Linked DNA regions of Ovis aries: region 1 is linked to region 2. A link is a contact called in public Hi-C data. All regions are on one chromosome and are shown on one strand. The core of a region is the stretch at or near the end of the contact, and the rest is flanking DNA. Distances in the headings are between cores, read along the strand shown. Region 1 overlaps CACNA1S (calcium voltage-gated channel subunit alpha1 S). Region 2 holds the start of KIF14 (kinesin family member 14).

Region 1 (5,095 bases), core at 916-3,415, 310 kb before region 2:
CCTCACCAGCAAGCCGTGTGAGTGGACAGAGCTTCTGTGTCGTTCAGAGGCCTGGTCAGTGCTGGCAGGACATTAAAGTCTCCAGGCCTGCGACAGGGCACTGCCTCTGCTTGTCTCCTTCTGGGGGCCCTTCTATACCTCCCCCTGCCCTGCTCCCAAGGAGGGGCCTCTGGATGGTCCTCCTGCAGGGGCTGAGGGGCCGCTGAGGACGTTGTGGAGCTTCTGCACGTCCAGGCCCCTCACAGCTGCCCTTCCCCGCAGCTCGACCGAAATCCACTGCCTGCCCATCCCCCAGAGCCTCGGGGGGCCCCCGTTCTAGGCCTAAGGGAGCAAGGCCCTGGCATCCACCTCCTCGCTCTCCCTGGTTTCCTCCCCTGTCACGTGCTCCCTCTCACGGTTTCCCGGTGACCTCCCCCAGGCCGCCCATCTCTCAGGGGAGGGCGTCCCCAGGGTGCTGGGTCCTTTCTCCTTCCTGCAGGGTTAGCCCCCTCTCTTGCATCACCTTCCTCATTTAGGGCTGAGCATCCCCTTCCCCCGTGCTTGTCCCAACCCCGTGTCCCGGCCCCGCCCCTGTGATCGGCCCCGCCCCAGGTCCCGGCCCCGCCCCCGCCCCATCCCATCCTGGCCCCGCCCCCGTGGCCGGGTCCCGTCTCTCCTAAACCCCACTCCGTGTCCTGCTCCTCGGCTCTGAGGATGTCCAGCTTAAGCCAAAAGCCCGTCATGTCCAGAGCCGACCTCGTCACCCTTCCCTGCAGCCTGTGACCTGGGGCCCCACTCTGCTCAGACCTCGAGTCTGAGGCGGACCCTCCCCGGCCCTGCCCCATGGGCCCCTGTCCCTCTTTTTCTTGGCCCGTCCCCTCCCACGGTGGCTCCCCCGACACTCGGTCCTCGTTCCAGACCTCACCTACTGCCACAGCCTCCCAGTGGCCTCGCAACTTCTTGCCGGCCCCCCAGCCTGACCCTGATCCTTTTTAATGGAGAAAGCTGCTATCTCAGCCCCTCGCTTAAACCCCCGAAGCCTCCAAAGCCTCAGCATAGGGTGCACAACCCTGGCCCTGGACCCAGCCCCAGCCCTTGGGCCTGTCTACCCACCCTCTATCCCCCACAGCCCAGCTGTCCCTTTTAGCGAACCCTGAGCCCAACAGACCCCTAGCCTGTAGCCAGCTTCGCTATTACTTCCTGCAGAAAGCACCTCCCAAATACTCCCAAAGGCTTGGGGGGCCCCACAACACGTGTCCCCATCTCAGCAGGTCACCACGGTGACGTTATTTCACCCCAGCCCGAGGCCTTCCCTGGTGGCTCAGCTGGTAAAGAATCTGCCTGCAGAGGCAGTCCTTGGGCTGGGAAGATCCTCTGGAGAAGTGAATGGCTACCCACTCCAATATTCTGGCCTGAAGAACTCCATGGACAGAGCAGCCTGGTGGGTACAGTCCATGGGGTCCCAAAGAGTCGGACATGACTGAAGCGACTAAAGCTTTCACTTTCAGCCCGAGGTCAGGTTGTGCCAAGGCAGCAGCAGGTCCTCCAGGCTTATCCTGAACCTGAGCTGAGTACTGTCTACACAGTGTCCAGTCGCTGTCAGATAAATGCAGGGAAGTGCTGGCCAGTGTAGCCTCTGCCCTGGCCGGTGCCCCACCACCCCTAACCTGGGGTCACCCGCCCAGGGCTGCAGCCTTGCGCCCTCTGTCCAGGACCCGGGGAGGGGGCAGGGGCATGGGCCTTCTGAGGCAAGGGCTGCCTCCCTGGCTCCACCGTCACGGAGAGGACTCTCACGTCCCTGCTCCCCTGCCTCCGGGGGAGAGAAAAGATAGGCCGCCTGCAGCCTGGCTGAAAACTGACATGGAAAAGTCTATAAAAGGATGTCTCCATTCACAAGCGGAGTTATTAATGAGTGTAATGCCCAATGTACAGAATGCCAGCTCTGCGGCAGGCTCTGCTCCAGGGGCCCCGCATCCATTTCTTCTTGTTCTCAACATGAAGCGTCACCCTCATTTGCAAGTAGGACCAGGACAGGACAGGACAGGTAATGCGCCAGAGGGCCCGCGCTGGTAGGAGGGCCCGCGCTGGTAGGAGGGCCCGCGCTGGTAGGAGGGCCCGCGCTGGTAGGAGGGCCCGCGCTGGTAGGAGGGCCCGCGCTGGTAGGAGGGCCCGCGCTGGTAGGAGGGCCTCAACCCCGCGCCGTGGCTCCACGGCCCTCGCGGGAGGTCTGGCCGGCCTCCCAGCCCGAGGGACGCGTGCCTGCTGGCTCCAAGGAAGCCCAGCCCTCACCATCTGGGCGAGTCCAGGTCGTCCTCCTCCGCCACACGCAGGACCTTCTGACGGTCAGCGTGCACACAGTCTTGCCTCTCCCGAGCTCCCCTTCAGATGCTGGTGGGTGTGTCCATGGAGGGCTGCCAGACCCCCAAGCAAAGGACAGAGGGGACGCAGGGCGGAAGGCTGCAGGCGGGGCCCACGGTGGTGGGCAGGCGGGCCCCTGCGGTCAGCAAGCCTTCCAACTGGGTTCCCGGCCAGAGTGCTGTCTGCTGCCCCCAGCTTCTCCCAGCCCATCCCTGCAGACCTGGGACCCAGCTGTGCTGGGGGATCTACAGAAGGGGCGGGATGAAGCTGGGGGCTGGGGCGGGCACTGAGCCACGTAGAGGGCGTGAGGCGGGGGGAAGCCCCTTCTCTCATCTGGAATCTGTGGAGCTCAGATGGAGCGTCTCTGAACCAAGGAGGCGGCCCAGCTCCCAAGTGCGGAGGCAGCCCGGCTCCCAAGTGCGGAGGCGGCCCGGCTCTGGTCCCGGGGCATCTCCAGGCCCAGCTCTGGCCGGGCTGCGTGGTCCTTGAAACCGAGCTGCCCTGTGCAACGTGACGGAGCACAGCCCTGGAGCCGGGCCCGTGGAGCCCCAGGGCCCTCCGCCCGCCCCCCGCCCCGACATCAGCCGCTCACGCGCCCTTTCAAGCTTCCTCCTCCTGTAAATGGAGGAATGATTTCTGTTCCCAGGCTGTTGGGAGGCGTGAGTGTGACCGTGGAAGGGCCTGGCCCTCCAAGAAGCAGCTACTTGGACTGGGTCAGAGCTGGTCACTGAGAGAGCCCGACCTCACAGGGCGGAGGCTGACCTGATGGGGCTCTGAGTCTCTTGTGGGGGAGCTGGGCGGCTTAGCTCCCAGCCGCACATCTCAGCATCAGGCTGGTCCTCTCACAGGCTCTGCAGCTCCGACCCTCAGCCAGCAGGTGTGGAGGCCGGCCACGGGTCACTGGAAAAGCCACAGCCAACCCAGACCTAACCCTGGCCCCGTTCCCTGGCACCTGACCCCAGTCACACATCACTCCTGCCTTGGGCCCACAGCCACGGTGGCATTGGACCCTCGCTCCCCGCCCCCCGCACGGGTCCTGCTGCCAGTTTACTGATGAGCTGCCGAGGGCGGGGTCTGCCCGGCAGGGCTGGATGCGTCCTCCTGCTCCCTAGCCCATTGCGTCTTCCTCCTATGCCACACAGCTGCCCCCAGTGGAGCCTAAATCCGGTTTAGAAGCATTCTAAAAGAAGTTGGCCTAGATACATAGGGCAAGATAATAATCTTGGTGTCGAACAAGAATTGAAAACGCTAGGGTGTCAGAGAAGCACGTGGAGGATCGGCTGCTGGGGTTTGGAGGGCTCAGAGGAGGGAGAGCAAAGCACTTTTGTTTAAAATGATCAGAAGAGGAGATCTCATTGTGGTCAGAAAGGAAGCCAAGACCCAGAGGAGGAACGCGTGTCGGAGTCCGTGCGAGGAGCCCGGCTCCAGGAGGAGGCCCGGGAGACAGGCAGGCCCAGTGGAGGGGCCGCCCAGCCCACTTCTAGTCACGTGCCCTTTAAAACGCCTCCACCAGTTTACCGTTCTGTCATCACGGAATGATAGTAGCGACCTTATCAAACCCTGTTCCTTTCGTGCCTGACGCAATGTCTCATTCAGCCTTGCAACACCATCCAGGATGTGGGCTATTAATAAACTCATTCCAGGAAAGGCCAAGTTAGCTTTCAGGCCAGGGGTCCAGCAAGGGCCCAGACACCCCTCTGGAGCTGCTGACTTCCCGTTATCAGGAGGATGGCAGGGCAGTCCCTAATCCAGCCCCACCACACCCACTACTGATCTGGGCCACGCCCTGCCCAGCGCCCGCCCAAGCACGCGTACCCCAATGCCCTCAGCACCTCTGTGCACCCAGCAACCTCCCTCCTCCGTCCCAGCCCGTCTCCTCTAGTGGGCCTTCTCTGATGACCGCAGGAAACTCTGTTCATTTGACAAGGCCACTCTCCACCTGGTTCCATAAGAATGACGTCACTGGCCACTGCAGTCGCCAACCTTCAACACCCCCTGAAAGAGCTCAGGGCAGAGATCAGAAATGAGGCCCTCTGTGCTCCAGGAAAAGCCTGCAGAGCTGACCTTCAGCATTAGATTGTTTCAGATTTTATGAGCCTAATTTCTTGTATCTTCTGACACCTAGAAAAGCACTAAAATCGTCATCGGAGACATCTGTCCCCCGTGACTAGCAAACCCTTAGTGAGATGTATGCTCGGGGGCACATACCCCTTCTCCAAATCACAGGAGGCTGACTTGTTCTCACGTCTTCTGAGCAGCTCCGTGTTGCTGCCAAGAGCCTGTCTCCTGGCTACAGTCTTCAGAAAGTCCCCAAGCAGAACTGACCTCACAGCTCTTGGTTGATAACCCTTTCTTCTTGTTCAGTTGCTCAGTCGTGTCCGACTCTTTGTGACCCCAGGGACTGCAGCATTCCAGGCCTCCCTGTCCATCACCAACTCCCAGAGCTTGCTCAAACTCATGTCCATTGAGTCGGTGATGCCATCCAACCATCTCATCCTCTGTCGTCCGCTTCTCCTCCCACCTTCAATCTTTCCCAGCATCACGGTCTTTTCCAATGAGTTGGCTCTCTGCATCAGGTGGCCAAAATACTGGAACTTCAACTTCAGCATCAGTCCTTCCTACAAATATTCAGGATTGATTTCCTTTAGGATGGACTGGTTGGATCTCCTTACAGTCCAAGGGACTCTCAAGAGTCTTCTCGAACACCACGGTTCAAAGGCATCAATTCTTCGATGGCCAGCACCATGGTCAGAAATGG
Region 2 (5,032 bases), core at 1,677-4,176:
CAGGTAGGTGGCATTTGCATCTGCAATCCCCAGATGCAGAAGCAGAGGTCCCCAGAAGTGACTTTCCCTGCAGGCGAGCTGTGGGCAGGATCCGAAGAGAGGAGCACCATCTTAGTGTAATAAATAAAAGACCGAAAATCCCTCTTGCGTAACCTGGAGCTGGCTCAGAGGGGGCCCTTGATTCTGTTGAGGATTGTTCCCATAGTTGGACTTAAATCAGGAGCTCCATGCAGAGCAAGAAGGAGAAGAGGGCAGTGTGTCCAGAAAGCGTGTCCTGTGAAGGTGCTCTGTGCCAGGCACGGGGGGCCCAGGGGGACACAGACAAAGCCCTGCTCCATCCTGTGCTCACAGTCTGGGGCGGAAGCAGGCCCTTAGGCCATGCACTGTCTGCTAGTTAATTTGGCATTGTAACTTTAATGACTTTAATTGTTCTAATATAATTTATTATTTTTCCCCCTTATTTTTAATCATTTAATGCATGCTTTCATGGTAAGCCATGGAGAGTTTTTATGTTTGGGGCCCACAGACTATTTGGTTTCTACTGAAACATTTTCTAAGAATAAATTTTTGTAGTGCAGTAACTAGGGCAAAGAATATGAATCTCTTTATGTTTCCTTCTATAAATGATCATATTGCTTTCTAGAGGGGTCTGGTATTTACTTCTTTTACATGTCAGACCTTACACTAAGCGGTAGGGATAGAAGTGAGTGGCTGTACACACAAAAATAATTCAGATAAAAATAAACTGTAAAACCCAGTCATTAGTGCTCGCTTTGGCAGCACATATACTAAAATTGGAACGATACAGAGAAGATTAGCATGGCCCCTGCGCAAGGATGACACGCAAATTCGTGAAGTGTTCCATATTTAAAAAAAAAAAACCCAGTCATTAAATGCAACTGTAAAAAAAAAAAAATTTAGGTATAAGTGTAAAAAAAGTTTTAAAATTTCAGTACCAGTGATTTTTGCATCAGAATTAAAAGTGCACATTTCTAGAGACAGAAATTGGTAAGCTGCTTGAGAGGAGGGTCCACACCCACTCACTCCTACCCCTACTGCTTAGTCTAAGGTCTGACATGTGAAAGAAGCTTAATAAATACTTGTTGAGTAAATAGTGAAAGAGGAGAGTGAAAAAGTTGGCTTAAAGCTCAACATTCAGAAAACTAAGATCATGGGATCTGGTCCTGTCACTTCATGGCAAATAGATGGGGAAACAGTGGAAACAGTGTCAGACTTTATTTTTGGGGGCTCCAAAATCACTGCAGGTGGTGATTACGTTCATGAAATTAAAAGATACTTACTCCTTGGAAGGAAAGTTGTGACCAACCTAGACAGCATATTAAAAAGCAGAGACATTACATAGTCAACAAAGGTCCGTCTAGTCAAGGCTATGGTTTTTCCAGTAGTCATGTATGGATGTGAGAGTTGGACTATGAGGAAAGCTGAGTGCCAAAGAATTGATGCTTTTGAACTGTGGTGTTGGAGAAGACTCTTGAGAGTCCCTTGGACTGCAAGAAGATCCAATTAGTCCATTCTAAAGGGGATCAGTCCTGGGTGTTCATTGGAAGGACTGATGCTGAAGCTGAAACTCCAATACTTTGGCCAGATGTGAAGAACAGACTCATTGGAAAAGACCCTGATGCTGGGAAAGATTGAAGGCAGGAGGAGAATGGGATGACAGAGGATGAGATTGTTGGATGGCATCACCCACTCAATGGACATGAGTTTGAGCAAGCTCCAGGATTTGGCAATGGACAGGGAGGCCTGGCATGTTGTGGTTCATGGGGTCACAAAGAGTTGGACATGACTGAGCAACTGAACTGAACTGAACTATCCGTTTCTACTTATAAACTTTTTTTACTTGTTATGTTGAAAGGTATCTTTATATCTTCTGTCATATTTAATGTATTTTTGTAGTTTACTACATTTTATTTTCACTATTGTGAACTATGTATGAGTTTAGAATTTTTATGTATTTGTGTTTGTTGGTCTTCTCCTTTGCCATAGCTTCTTTTGCTCTCTAGACTTGATTATTTTCCCATAGACCTGATAAATACTACATTCTTTTTTTCTGATGGTTGCTCTATAACTTAATTTCAATAAATTTTAGAATGATTTTTAGAGAGAGTTTTAGAACGAGCATTTTATTATACATTCAATTTTTCTATGCATTCAGAGTCCCTTCTAATTTCTCTTTCTATCCCGCTGAATCCAATTTCTTTACCTGCACTTTTCGCTATTTAAGAAAGTTACTTTAAAATATCTTTTCGACTAGAGCTCGTCTCGTTCATCTGGTTAGTTTTCAGCAAGTATACTTATCTTTTCGTGCTTCAAAACCTTATTAGGATTTTTCTAGAAACCGAGTTGTATCTCACGGGGTGGGCTTGTAATTCTAGTTGCACCGCCAGCTAGCTGTCTAATTTTTCACAAGTTTAATTGTAAACTTCAGCCCCTCATTGGTAACCTGGGGGATCATGTTAATATTTACCTGGTAAGGTACTCAGGATTAAATGAAAAACTTCCATCTAAGACATTCAGCGCACTTCCTATCACTAGGCTTTGCACTCGAAATCCTAGAAAACCGTGAATGGCTGTGGCTACCGAGGGGGCACGCAGTTATTTCTGCACAGAGAGGTCCGGGGGCGACGCGGACGGATGGTGCTCATTTTGCTCCGGGGCTGGACAAGGGCATCAACGTTCGCGTCCTCCGCCAAGCACCCCGAGCGCGCCCCCGCCGCTCGAAGTCCGCGCCCCCGCCCCCTCGAGCGCGCCCCCAGCCCGCAGTCCGCGCCCCGGCCGCCCGCGTCCCTGCGCGGCGCGCCCAACCCAGGGGGCGGGGCCGTTGCCTAGGAGATGCGCGCGCGTTTCCGGGAAGACGTGCGTGCGCGGCGCCCGGCAGCCAATCAGAGGGCGGGGCGCGTATTCAAACCGCGGGGCGGCAGCGGAGGCGTGAGCGGCGCGAGGAGGCCAGGAGCCTGCGAGGTGGGGGCTGTGGTCCGGGCGCGGCGCGTCGGTGCGGGCGAGGGTGGGGTGGGTGGACAGCTCGGGAGTCCGGGAGGGCCGGGGGTCCCCGGGGCCGGGTGCGAGGGTCTCCAAGGGGGGCGGGCCGGGGTTCTCCCGGGAGGGCCAGGGGCGGGATCGGGCCGCGCCCTCCCCGCCGCGGACCCCTCGGAGGGCGTCTTCCGGGCGCGTGGCCGCCGGGCGGCGGGGTGGCCGCTGAGAGCCCACCCCGGGGTCTGGGCACCCCTTCCCTCCAGTGTCCCGGGGCGTACCCCCGCCCCTCCTCAGACCCCGAGCTTCGTGCTCCTTGTAAATAGCAGCCGGTTTTCAGCTGCGGGTCAAGTCCTCGGTTTCTTCTTGTTTCTGTATTTACTTCCGTATCAGGAAATCTTTAACTAAAAGATTGCCTGCTTTTAGTTAGAAGGTGATGGGAGATGCTTCGATCCTGGCATGATTGTTAGTGATTTAGAACTTGCACAGGTTACTTAAAAATGAACCTCTGTTGTTTTGTACCTCCAGAGTCATGATCTCTGGGGTTGATTTTAAAAATACGACGGTTAGTTGCTGTATTAGCAGGACGAGTCTCTGTGGGAGCAGTAGAGAGCTGCAACTCACGGCGAGCTTCAAGTGGGGACCAGCCCCAGGAGAGGGGCAGCTGGTTCCGCCTCCCAGATTGTGTGCGCTCAGGGGGACCGCGCCGCCAGTCTCCTGAACGTTTTGTTTCATTGAAGAATCCTATATGGTAGGATCCTATATGGTCCTATATGGTAGCCTGTTATGTGTGCAGTAGTATTATGTCTAAAGAACAATGTATATGCCTTCATTTAGAATACTTGGTTGGTAAAAACGGTAACCATCATCAGAACCTTCAGGAGTCCTCCTACTAACATCAATTCCACTGGCCACAGATCGCCTTGACCAGTAGCATCTAATGGAAATGTTTAAAGTGTGGGAATTTCCAGAGCTGGGACGCAGACCTGAAGAGAGCAGATGCTCACTTGGGAAAATGGCACTGACTTGTTGACACATGGTTGCTACAAACATTCAGTTTGTAACAAAAATGCAGAAGGGGCAACAAAGCGAAGCCCCTAAGCCAGATGAGGCCTGCCTGTGTGGAGAAAAGGAGGGAATTCAATGACAGCGGGTCAGAGGAGAGGGACAGCCTGGGTGGTGATGGCCTCCTAGTGGCTGAGCTGCTAGTTTTTCATTGACTGGGCCGTTGCTGGGTGAGGATGAAACCTTTTCTTCCTCTTTGCCCTGGGATGTGAAGTAGCTTCTTCCTGTAGAGTCTGTGAATATAGCAAGGGATAAAACATGAGAGCTCCTGTTCAGATACCCTGCACTCCCACCCCTCACTCTGTTTTAAATGAGGGTTCCTTTCTTTGCCTTCACAATGAAATAGTTTCATCAGATGTCATTTTGCAAGTTAGAATCAGACATGCAAATTTAAAGACTTGTTCACGTCAGTATAACCAGTTGGATGCAGCGTTGACGGGAAGTCAGACCTCAGCTGTGTCTGCTGTTCTCTTTTCTTCTAAACATGACTGCTGCTGCTGCTGCTGCTAAGTCGCTCAGTCGTGTCCCACTCTCTGCGACCCCATGGACTGCAGCCTACCAGGCTCCTCCGCCCATGGGGTTTTCCAGGCAAGAGTACTGGAGTGGGGTGCCGCTGCCTTCTCCGTGACTACTGGATAGATATTGTTGACACGTATTTGCTTACATTCCTGTCAACTTTGTTGTCTGACTGCTAGAGGGCAGGCTGAATACTTAACTGATCTTGCATAAGTTTTCTCAACACAAGCGATTACTTTACAGTGCTTGTATTTATTGTCTCTGGTACTTATTTGGGTATGAGCTGCCTTGTGACACCTCTCTGGCTCATCTCCCCGAGGCGTTCTTGCATGTCGAGTGCATTCAGCACCTGCAGAAATGCTTTACTCCGGTCTTTAACTTTGGTGCTGGGGTGTCTGTTAGTCCCCCTCGCTGCCCCCCAAACTGGGGGCACTTAAAAAAATCTCTGCTGACATGTTCT

Evidence for each region. A called contact is a pair of places that touch in the nucleus more often than the background predicts.
Region 1: a Hi-C map of liver shows a contact between it and region 2, with 2.7 times the contacts expected there. The contact joins the enhancer-like site here to the promoter of KIF14 in region 2. A contact is called at or near these places in 2 of 16 Hi-C or Micro-C datasets (liver and tail adipose tissue).

What each region holds. Positions count from the first base shown.
Region 1 is chr12:78,999,436-79,004,530 of ARS-UI_Ramb_v3.0, reverse strand. CACNA1S (calcium voltage-gated channel subunit alpha1 S) reads left to right here. Exons shown (of 43, transcript XM_042229448.1): 43 at 1-98. Among named protein-coding and RNA genes, the nearest start is that of KIF21B, 8.3 kb to the right of the region's middle. Within about 2 kb of position 2,165, at least 22 of the 54 cell types and tissues checked have an H3K27ac peak or open chromatin away from gene starts, as enhancers often do. A contact at or near this core is called in liver, where this site is marked.
Region 2 is chr12:78,691,335-78,696,366 of ARS-UI_Ramb_v3.0, reverse strand. It overlaps KIF14 (kinesin family member 14), which reads left to right and starts at 2,926. Exons shown (of 30, transcript XM_042229316.1): 1 at 2,926-2,982. LOC114117396 (U6 spliceosomal RNA) reads left to right here and starts at 765; the gene lies at 765-871.